Regions from separate parts of the Anas platyrhynchos genome. Here region 1 is linked to region 2. A link is a contact called in public Hi-C data. All regions are on one chromosome and are shown on one strand. Each heading gives the region's core, a stretch centred on a gene start, on an enhancer-like site or on the middle of the called end of the contact. The rest is flanking DNA. Distances are from core to core; before and after follow the strand shown. Region 1 overlaps OTOG (otogelin). Region 2 holds the start of MYOD1 (myogenic differentiation 1).

Evidence for each region. A called contact is a pair of places that touch in the nucleus more often than the background predicts.
Region 1: a contact with region 2 is called in a Hi-C map of skeletal muscle, with 5 times the contacts expected there. The contact joins the enhancer-like site here to the promoter of MYOD1 in region 2. A contact is called at or near these places in 5 of 8 Hi-C or Micro-C datasets (F1 follicle, liver, skeletal muscle and 1 more).

What each region holds. Positions count from the first base shown.
Region 1 is chr5:60,339,023-60,343,657 of IASCAAS_PekinDuck_T2T, forward strand. All of the region lies in intron 33 of OTOG (otogelin), which reads right to left. Among named protein-coding and RNA genes, the nearest start is that of OTOG, 71 kb to the right of the region's middle. Within about 2 kb of position 2,564, at least 1 of the 8 cell types and tissues checked has an H3K27ac peak or open chromatin away from gene starts, as enhancers often do.
Region 2 is chr5:60,207,298-60,212,391 of IASCAAS_PekinDuck_T2T, forward strand. It overlaps MYOD1 (myogenic differentiation 1), which reads right to left and starts at 3,687. Exons shown (of 3, transcript NM_001310358.1): 1 at 3,124-3,687; 2 at 1,619-1,697; 3 at 739-989. The coding sequence starts at 3,687. The coding sequence ends at 739. LOC106015261 (a long non-coding RNA gene) reads left to right here. Exons shown (of 8, transcript XR_011809851.1): 8 at 2,967-3,321. LOC113843759 (a long non-coding RNA gene) reads left to right here and starts at 3,845. Exons shown (of 10, transcript XR_011809850.1): 1 at 3,845-4,286.

The DNA of each region.
Region 1 (4,635 bases), core at 1,314-3,813, 130 kb after region 2:
CATACGGGTGGCATACATGGGGGCATACACTTGCATGTTCAAATGCATTACATGCTTTCCTTTTCACTGTATCTCTGTCCCATCTGCATGCAGAATGGTTTCCCATATCAATGCTGGATGTACTCCAGTGGCTTTTCCTAGTCTGTGTGACTTATGCAATCCGTCTGGATTTTGGTACCTGAACTACAACAGCCCACCTCAGCTCCTTCCTGTAGCAGCCAGGGTAGGGCATTGGCACTTTCCTTACATCTATACCTAAAGAAAAACACCACCATGACATATTTGTCCCCTCTAGAATGCTAAAAGTGGTCTGAAACCTATGTGGTTCAGAGCCTGTGAACAATAGCTGCACTTGAACAATATTTATATTAATGACCAGAAAGAGAATGCTTACTGCTTAGAAGGACTTTCCATTTTGGGTCTTTGTAAATCTTTTGGCTTTTAAGTTTTGCTGATCTTTACTGATACACAGAGACTAGTTCTTTTACACCTTCCTCGCGACACTTATCTTTCCTGGAAAATCCCAAGAAAACATTTTTCCTGCAATTTAGCAGCCTCTGCAGTTATGGTTAGTTACTCCTCTGCAATTATTAACCATAAATGTCTTCCTTTTTAGTACAAATAATTATCTTAAATCAAAGGTATAAATCAAACTCAGACACCCACACCCTTATTAAAGTAAGAGTGTGTATGTTGCCATCTAGTGTTTTAACACTTTTAACATTTTGTCCTACACAGGGACACGGGTGCTGCTTTCAAAAACATGACTCTTAATGACAATAACAAATGTATTTACAAAGTTACTATCCTATACAGAAATGAGAACACTTCCTGAATTAATCTGTTAACCTTCTTGTGAAACTGACTTAAATTATGTAAATCTAATGGAGGAAAGGAATTATTTCCATACATTTTGGAATGTCTGAATGACTGATGCATCAGGTTTTGCATTCACTGACAGGTCAGAGTAAAAAGGTTGAAGGACAAATTATATATGACAAAAAGAACACATCTGAGACCCACTGGAACAAGCATTCACTACCCATGGTAACAACCCACTATCACACTATATTCTAGCACAGTCTAGGAAATCTCATTCATCAGACTACCTTAGACTAGGTATGGAGACAGATCCATAACTTTTAACTCAACAGTAATCATAACAGAAGTTTCAAACACAATAAAGGCACAAGCTTGGTAGAACACATCTGACAACCTGATGAAGAATGCCAGTTTCTCAATTTAGCAGAACAATGATCTTGAATTAACACTTGTAAATGCTGAGCTTAACATCTTTTCTCTCATTCTTTATATGAACTTCATCTTTTATGAAGCGATTGCCCCATTTCCCTCAAGCGTTCCTAGAGATTACATTCAAAGAGTTTGCAGGCATTGCATGCCTTGATAGGAAATAGTGGGGAGCTTGTACATAAAGGCATATAGCATTTGCTGAGTGCAACATGAACATCGATTTCCATAAGGAACTAACAAAATCATGCTTTTCTGCAAAATTTCTCCCTGATTTTGCAGAACAAAGGACAGACAATAGATGAATCCATGAACCTTGTCATAAAAATGATTTTCAAAGGAGAGCTGTAGAACCAATGGGTGCTTAATTTTCTAGTCAATGGATGTGAAGGTACTCAACATGCCATACAAAGCTCTATTCATTTTTTGTAATGTTTAAATTGTATAAAAGAACAGACCGTATCACCACAGCAAGAGCTGAATATATTCCATGAATTGGTTTCCAGTATCTCCAAAGTTTTCAGTACATCTCAAGTAAACCCATCAGATAAAGTGAAATACATGCCTTATGAGTTATGGGAAAATGCTTCTACATCATTAGACAATTTTCAGCTTATATTGATTTAATTTTATTCTTCGTATTTTAACTTTTCATTACTGACAACATCACTTCTGGAATGCCTATGCAGCTCAAGGACCTACCTGACTGTGCTAGCCACCATGAAAAACACGCAGCAAGATGCAGTTCCTGCTTACAAAGTTTATGCTAAACAAAGATAAGGCAGAAAATGAATGTGAGATAAAACAGGCAGTCTTGTTTTAACTACAATGAATTCAAGACTAAGCCAAGAGAATAATAAAGTATCCTTAAATCAAGGTAACATAATAGATATTTTTGCCTCTTTTCACTACCTTTATATATAAACTATGACCCTAGTACTCAGAGTCACTGGGGTAAAAGGAAAAGTAGCAACAATGGCTCTACAGCCATTTAAAGTACCTCTTCCTAAACTGAGGGTAATATTCCTTTCACTCTCTGTATTGATTTTAGATATTAAATTTTATGCCGGAACTCGAGCACTGCTCTTCCCATCACAGAAAATACCATTGCTCAGAAACTGGATTTCACCAGCACAAGGCATGAATGCTTTATACTATTCGGGAGGCTAATCAGCCACCTCCACTACATGCTTCCCATTTTTTTAATAGTTAAATTCCCCCAATCCGCAAGCAGTAACATGAGCTTACTGTACTCTGTGCAACAGTACTGTTCACTCACAACAAAAGAATGATACACAGTTTACAGACAATGAGTCAAGATTCTTGTATCAGACGTGTTTTCCTCAAAAGGATTTGCTATGGCATTTGAAGATAACCACGTACCTCCTGGTGAAGTCTCTCAGCATTTGTCTTCTATTTGGTGACAGAGCAAATCCTTAACAAAATGATGAAGTATGCCCTGGATGGCAGTCGTTCCTGTCAACATGCCAGCTGAGCCCACATTTATAGAATCACAGAAACACAGCATGATTTGGGTTGGAAGGGACCTTAAAGCTCACACGGATCCAACCCCCTGCCATGGGCAGGGTCACTTCCCACCAGACCAGGTTGCTCGAAGCCCCATCCAGCCTGGCCTTGAACACCTCCAGGATGGGGCATCCGCAGCTTCTCTGGGCAACCTGTTCACCTCAACACCCTCAGAATAAAAAATTCCTTCCAAATACCTAATCTAAACCTACCCTCTTTTAGTTTAAAACCATTTTTCTTATCCTCTTATTCCCTGACAGAGTGCCTCCCCAGCTTCCCTGTAGGCCCCATATAATGTCTCACCCGAGCCTTTTCTTCTCCAGGCTGAACAATGCCAACTCCCTCAGCCTGTCTATAGAAGAGATGCGCCAGCGATCTGATCATCATTGTGGCCTTCCTCTTGATGTGTTTTGTTATTTTCACATCCTTCTTGTGCTGGGAGCCCCAGAACTGAAGGCAGGGCTCCAAGTGGGGTCTCACAACAGCGGAGCAGAGGGGGAGAATCCCCTCTCTTGTTCTGCTGGCCACACTTTTGGCTCATGTCATCATCATTTTTTTTCATCATCAATTTATTCTCATCGTTTGTTACTCTTTCATTTATTATTCTAATAATTTATTTAATGGCTTTAAACTAAAAAAGGGTGGATTTAGACTGGATATTCAGAAGAAATTCTTTACTCTGAGGGTGCTGAGGCAGTGGAACAGGTTGCCAGAGAAACTGTGGATGCCCCATCCCTGGCAGTGTTCAAGGCCAGATTGGATGGGGCTTAGAGAGACCATTTTTGGTCTAGTGGGATATGTCCCTGCCTGCAGTAGGCTGGTTGGAATGAGATGATCTTTAAAGTCCCTTCCAAACCAAAACATTCTATGATCCTATTTTACCTAACAGGAGCTGAGCATATAAATGGTTATGGTACTGTAGAAAGCTTTTGTATGAATGTGCCTATACACTTTGCCAACCCCATATGTATTTCTCTCACATGCTTGGACTTCAGAGAAGCATTTATGATCTTCATTTTCTGTGGCTTTCAAATTTAATTCTGTGGTAATAAGAACAGTCAGTACTGTAGTAGAACTACTAGTGTAATCCAATGAAGAGTTTTAATTTTATTTTTTACCACTGACAGATTGTGGTGTTCTGTTGAGTCACAATTACCTTTCTTAGTACCTCGGCCACTCTGTGTGTGTGTGTGTGTGTATTGACAATACCTACTGGTCACAAGTCCATCCTGCCATTTTTTATATTGACTTCTACCCCACAAGAATAACATTTGCCATTGTCAGAATAATTTCTTGCCATGTTCAAAAAAAATCTATTTACTTGAAAAGAAAAAAAAAAATGTTTAATTATACTGACTTCAACAGAAGGTTGTATTTAAAATAAAGGTTAAGACTATGAAAAAAGGTATTTAAACTCTCCTTCTCATCTTGTACCTTTTTATTTTGTTACTTTCCCCAGAGATTTAAAATAATTTAGAAGGAAGAAAAAAATTCTTTAGAATTCACTCTATTTATAACAGCAGCAAAACTCTGCTTAGTAACTCAGATTGCCTATCTCCTCAGTTACAAGTTTAGTAACATGAAATACTATCTACCCACTTAACACGTACAAACTACCAACAAACTCTGCCCATGACTTTCAAGTTTCTGCAATGAGAAATGTAAGCAAGTATCACTGAAAAGAATGAACTTTGTGCCTAGCCAAAACATAACTGAAAACAAAATATAATTATCTACCTTTCAAATACTTCAGCTTTATCTTACTATTATGCTGGTGGATGAATATAATCCTGTTAACGTAACTATCTAATCTCCTCCTATTTATTCACTCAAAAGCAGGAGGTCAAACATTTGTCTTTG
Region 2 (5,094 bases), core at 2,437-4,936:
TAGTGCAGCTGAAGCATGTTCTTGATTTCGTTGCTGAATCAGAGCCTGTATCTTCTTCCTGCCAAGGCAGCGATCTTAACACCACTCCTAAATGCACTAGTAATTCTAGAAGCCCTAATGAAAGTCAAGATAACGCCATAGATTTTATAAATAAGGGTCTTTATTTAGAATAATGTTGAAAACATTCTTGGCAACCACATTGTATAAATATATAAAGTTAAAGTTTGGCACAACAAACCAAGCAACATTAAATATTTTTTTCCTTTTTTTTTTGTTGTTGTTTTTAATCTTTTGTTTTGTTTTTTCCTTTTTTTTTTTTTTTTCAAAGCAACTCTTATTTACAATTATACAAAATGTTTTACAAAAAATGGTCCACAACCTTATTTTGGCCAGAACAAGGGGTAATAGGAAGCATCTGTCATGCCACTGCTGTTGTAGATTTCTGTTTTCCTCCACATTCAAGAGCCAGGTTCCTATTCTCCAAAGCCCAGATAAAACATTGGCCATTTCATGGTATACAACTTTATCTCTAGATATATTAAATAACTTTAGTTTAACAACCAATAAATAACTCGGTGTATTTTGATGTAATACAGGTTTGAAAAGTATTGTAAGGAATTTTGCATGATACTTTAAAACTGGAACAAGTCTTGAAGTCTTTTCAGTCTTAGAAGGCAGGTCTCAGAGCTTGGCAGAGTGGAGCAATTTCTTTTCAGTGCAGTCCAGCTGGACCTGCCTTTATAGCACTTGGTAGATAGGGTTGCTGCTGCTGCTCTCCTGGGGAAGAGGGGTGCAGTTGGTGGGGGAAGGAATTTGGGCTCCGCTATCATTCAGGCTTGCTCCTTCCTGGGGGGAACAGGGACTGCCTTCAGCAACGGTTTCAGCTGGAGGCAGTATGGGACATGTGGAGTTGTCTGTGGAAATCCTCTCCACAATGCTTGAGAGGCAATCAAGGCTGGAAACAACAGAACTCTTCCCATGCTTTGGATCTAAAGACAGACAAAGAGATGATCAATTTATCCAATGAGTACTGCGTGTCAGTAGGATGTAGTTCGTTCATAAAAACCCCAGCAAGTGGCTGAAAGTACTCATTTGTGAGCATATAAAGATTGAAAGGAAATGAGTATCAATGAAGGATGCCAATTATGACAAAAGACATTGTAATTTGCAAAATGGAAGGGACCTAAGCAAAATATGCTGCTTTTTGGGGAGGGTGGATCCAGGGATTCGCTTCAGCACATAAAAAGGAAATGGAAAATTGGAATTTCATCAGCAATTTCTCCAGTTTGGATCGGTGATATCTGGTTAGAACAGTCTTCATGCAAAACATGGTTAAAGACTGGAGATTAGTTGCTGAGAGGAATGTATTTTTATCCAGACGTTTTATTTGCAAAGTAGGAAATGCAGCTGTAACGCATCCCCATACTTGCAAATACATCTAGAGGAAATCCAATGCTTCTACAAGCATCAGCAGCTCGCTGGCTGAAAAGGCAGGTTCCTTTTTCAGCCCGGCTGGGGTCAGCTAAATGACCAGGGACAGAGAAGGCACAGGGGAGGCTGCTGCATTGGCTGTCCCCGTCGCCGTGTTTCTCACACTGCCACTGCAGCAAATACTCACCATTTGGTGACTCTGTGTAGTAGCTGCTGTCATAGCTGTTTCTTCTACGAGAGCTGCAAGGAGGCCCGCTGTACTCCATCTGGAAAGGAGAGCAGTCTGAGTGAGATCACTGGTTGGGGGGCAGCTTATTCCTCAAATCCCAAGAACTACCTTATTTTGTATTTCAGTCCCCAATTTTCAGTCCCCTAACACTCCAGTCCTGGCTAAAATGCTATCAAGTTTATGTCTTAGAGTGAGGCAGATCTTAACTTGCCTCCCCCCCCCAAAAAAAAAAAATCACCCCCAAAATATTTTGTGGCACAGCTGTTCCAAAAGGCAAGTTACCGCTGTTGTTACAACTAATGCTGTAGTTTTGCCAAAGAGATGAGGTTTTCCAGCATTCTCACCTGTTATTGCCCTATACATTCATTTTATGATAGGGAGTCCAAGGGAGGAACCAATCTTTTTTTTTTAATTATTTTTGAAGGCTTTTCCAAACGTGAGTTCCTCTTAAAAAGCCTTTAGTCCACCTTCGTCCCTTTTGATTTCCTTTAGTCTCTCTTCCCAGTTCCATTTTGTACAGAAAAGCCCCTAGTTCTTGACCAATATATTTATTTCCCATACTTTCATCTACCATGAAAAGAAAATAACAGGCAGTATTTGTAGGAGGGGTCATTTGTGTAAATCTTGTCTCCCACCTGCCCACTCTCTCAGTCCCATATATTCAGCTCTGAGCTGATTCTCCTCACCAAAAAATAGAAAATCATCTCAATGCTGACAGCGCCCTTGTGATCCCATCCCTGGCAGCTGTCCCGCATGCCAGGCACCACATCCCCACCACCCTGCGTCCGAGCAGAGTCCAAGCCCACAGCCCCAGCGATGAGATTAGGCTGTGAGACAGCCTCCCTGCAGCCCTTCTCCCCTCCCCATAACGAGGGAACAGGACTGAAAGCCTGGGGTCTTTTTCCTATTGCTGGGAATTGGGGAGGTGAAGTGTGAGGAGAAGAGGAAAACCGTTTTCAAACAGGTCAAGAAAGACGACAACTGTTGCTTAGACTGCCCTGTTATCATGACGAATGGCAGAAAACAAAACCCAGACTCTCTATCAGTTCCCCTGAGAGTTTTCCCCTGTAATTACCATGACCCTTTGGGACCTTCCTCGCTGCTGCCCCAGCAGAGGAGGTGCCCCGGGAGCTCTGAAGCACGAGGAGGGCTCAGACCTCACTGCGCTCCCTGGTACCCATCCCAGACCGCTCCCCTAGCACACTGCCTAACTTCTCCCAGTTTTGTGTTGTTTTTTGTTTTTTGTTTTTTTTTTTTTTTTCCCTGGGAAAGGCCCATAACCGATTTTTCTTCTTTTCCTAGACAGCCTGGCGTGGGGACCCTGTTGCTGCTGGACTTCATGGCAGGAGAAGGGAGCTCATCTTCTGCCGGGGGAGGACGTACGCCAGCAGCTACGGGAAGGGCAGGAGGAGGCGACTCGCCCCGTGACGGAGCTCGAGGGGCCTCGGCGACGGGGCACTCACCATGCCGTCGGAGCAGTTGGAGCGGGGGCTGGAGGCGTCCGACTCCCCGCTGTAGTGCTCCAGCACCGGGTAGTAAACGTCCTCCTGCTCCCGCAGCAGCGCCTGCAGGCTCTCGATGTAGCGGATGGCGTTGCGCAGGATCTCCACCTTGGGCAGGCGCTGGTTGGGGTTGGTGGAGGTGCAGCGCTTGAGGGTCTCGAAGGCCTCGTTGACCTTGCTGAGCCGCCGCCTCTCCCTCATGGTGGCGGCTTTCCGCCGGTCGGCGTTGGTGGTCTTCCTCTTGCACGCCTTGCACGCCCACAGCAGGCAGCGGCCGGCCTGGTGGTGCCCGCTGGGCGCCCGCACGTGCTCCTCCTCGTGCGGGTGCCCGTGGTGGTGGTGCCCGTGGTGGTGCGGGTGCTCCTCGGGCTTCAGCAGCCCCCCGACGTGCACCAGCCGGGGGTCCAGGTCCTCGAAGAAGTGCATGTCCGACGTGTTGAAGCACGGGTCGTCGTAGAAGTCGTCGGCGCCCGTGAAGGAGCAGAGGGAGCCCTCCGGCATCTCCATGGCGCCCAGTAAGTCCATGGGGGCGGCGGAGAGGGGGCGACACTTAGGGGGGTCGGGGGGGGCTCCCTGAGGGCTGCCGAGCGCCGGCTGCTGCTGCGGGCACCGCCGCCGACCCCCTCCCCAGGCGCAGCGCTCCGGGAGCGCCGCTCGGGGCTCTATTTATGCCGGAGCCCCCCGGGGGGACGGGACGGGACGGGGCGGAGAGGGGCGGGGAGGGGGCCGTGGAGCACGGAGCCCCCCCCAGGGTGGCCGGGGGGCGGCCCGGCAGCCGCAGGTGCCGCCCGCTCCGCTCCTCCGCTGCCCTTCTGTCGTTGTGTGATTCAGTTTTTTGCAAACATTCCCAACCTACAGACCCTAATTCCTACTGACTTGTCTTCAAATGCAAAGATAAGAGCTGTTAGGGACATTCTGTCACTACCCCAAATATTTTTTTTATTTTTTATTTTTTTCTTTTAGGTGGATGTTTTGGACTCCGTACAAGTTTGTTCTTTCACTGTATCCAGCGCTGAAAAACGATATGTCCCAAGGAGATCAACTATTGACCACCCTTACTCACTTACAAGTGTATCTCCCAGCTGTTCGGAGAGGCAGAGCAGCCAGCTTGTGGAAACACTGCTGTTAGTACAGAGGTTCTTTGATCCAGAAGGAATGAACAGATTTTTATTTCTAATCTTTACTGAACAGCTAGAAGTGAAAATAATTTGTATTCAAAGTAATGCCACACATACAATAGCAGAAAAATGATAAATAGTTTAACGCTGAGTGTGTACGTGGAGAATCAAGGCTTGGTGCTGGCCGTGTGACCTACTCAAAACACACAAACTCCTTGCAGATCGTTATTTTAATTTGTGGAAAAGGTAATTTTCCTAATAATTACCTCATGCTGTAGCATATTCTGCCACTGTAAGCGTGCTTCTAGGCTATATTAGACCCCAGAAAAAAGCATTGTGGGACTTGCACACAGATCACATAATTTGGGCAAAGTAGTAACAAATGGCTGGACGTAGACAAGCGATACAAGCAAGACTGTCTGTAACTTAACTGCCCATGAACACGCTTAAGTGCATGAATTCACTGAAGTGAAAAAGTCAGGAAGAAGCCACGAGCAGCTGGTGAGCTCTGCTTGGAGTGGTCTTCCAGTGAAGCTGCCTTTGAAGACTTACCTTGTGCTGCCACCACCAAAACTCATGTTCATTTTCCAGTGTTTTGCCCACAGCTGCATTTGTCCAGGAAGATGTTGCCTTCTGTGGTATGCCTGAAAGAAGTCCTTGCAAAAACACAAAATCCTGAGCTGCTCTTCTCAATTTTGTGTGGCCATAGTGGAGAAGAGGAAGGACGGCGTGTTCTCCACAGAGGCTGTAAGTTAATTCCTTGCTCTGAGAGTAGGCAGCAGCAAGCTCCCTTTCCCTACAACCACAGGCAGTG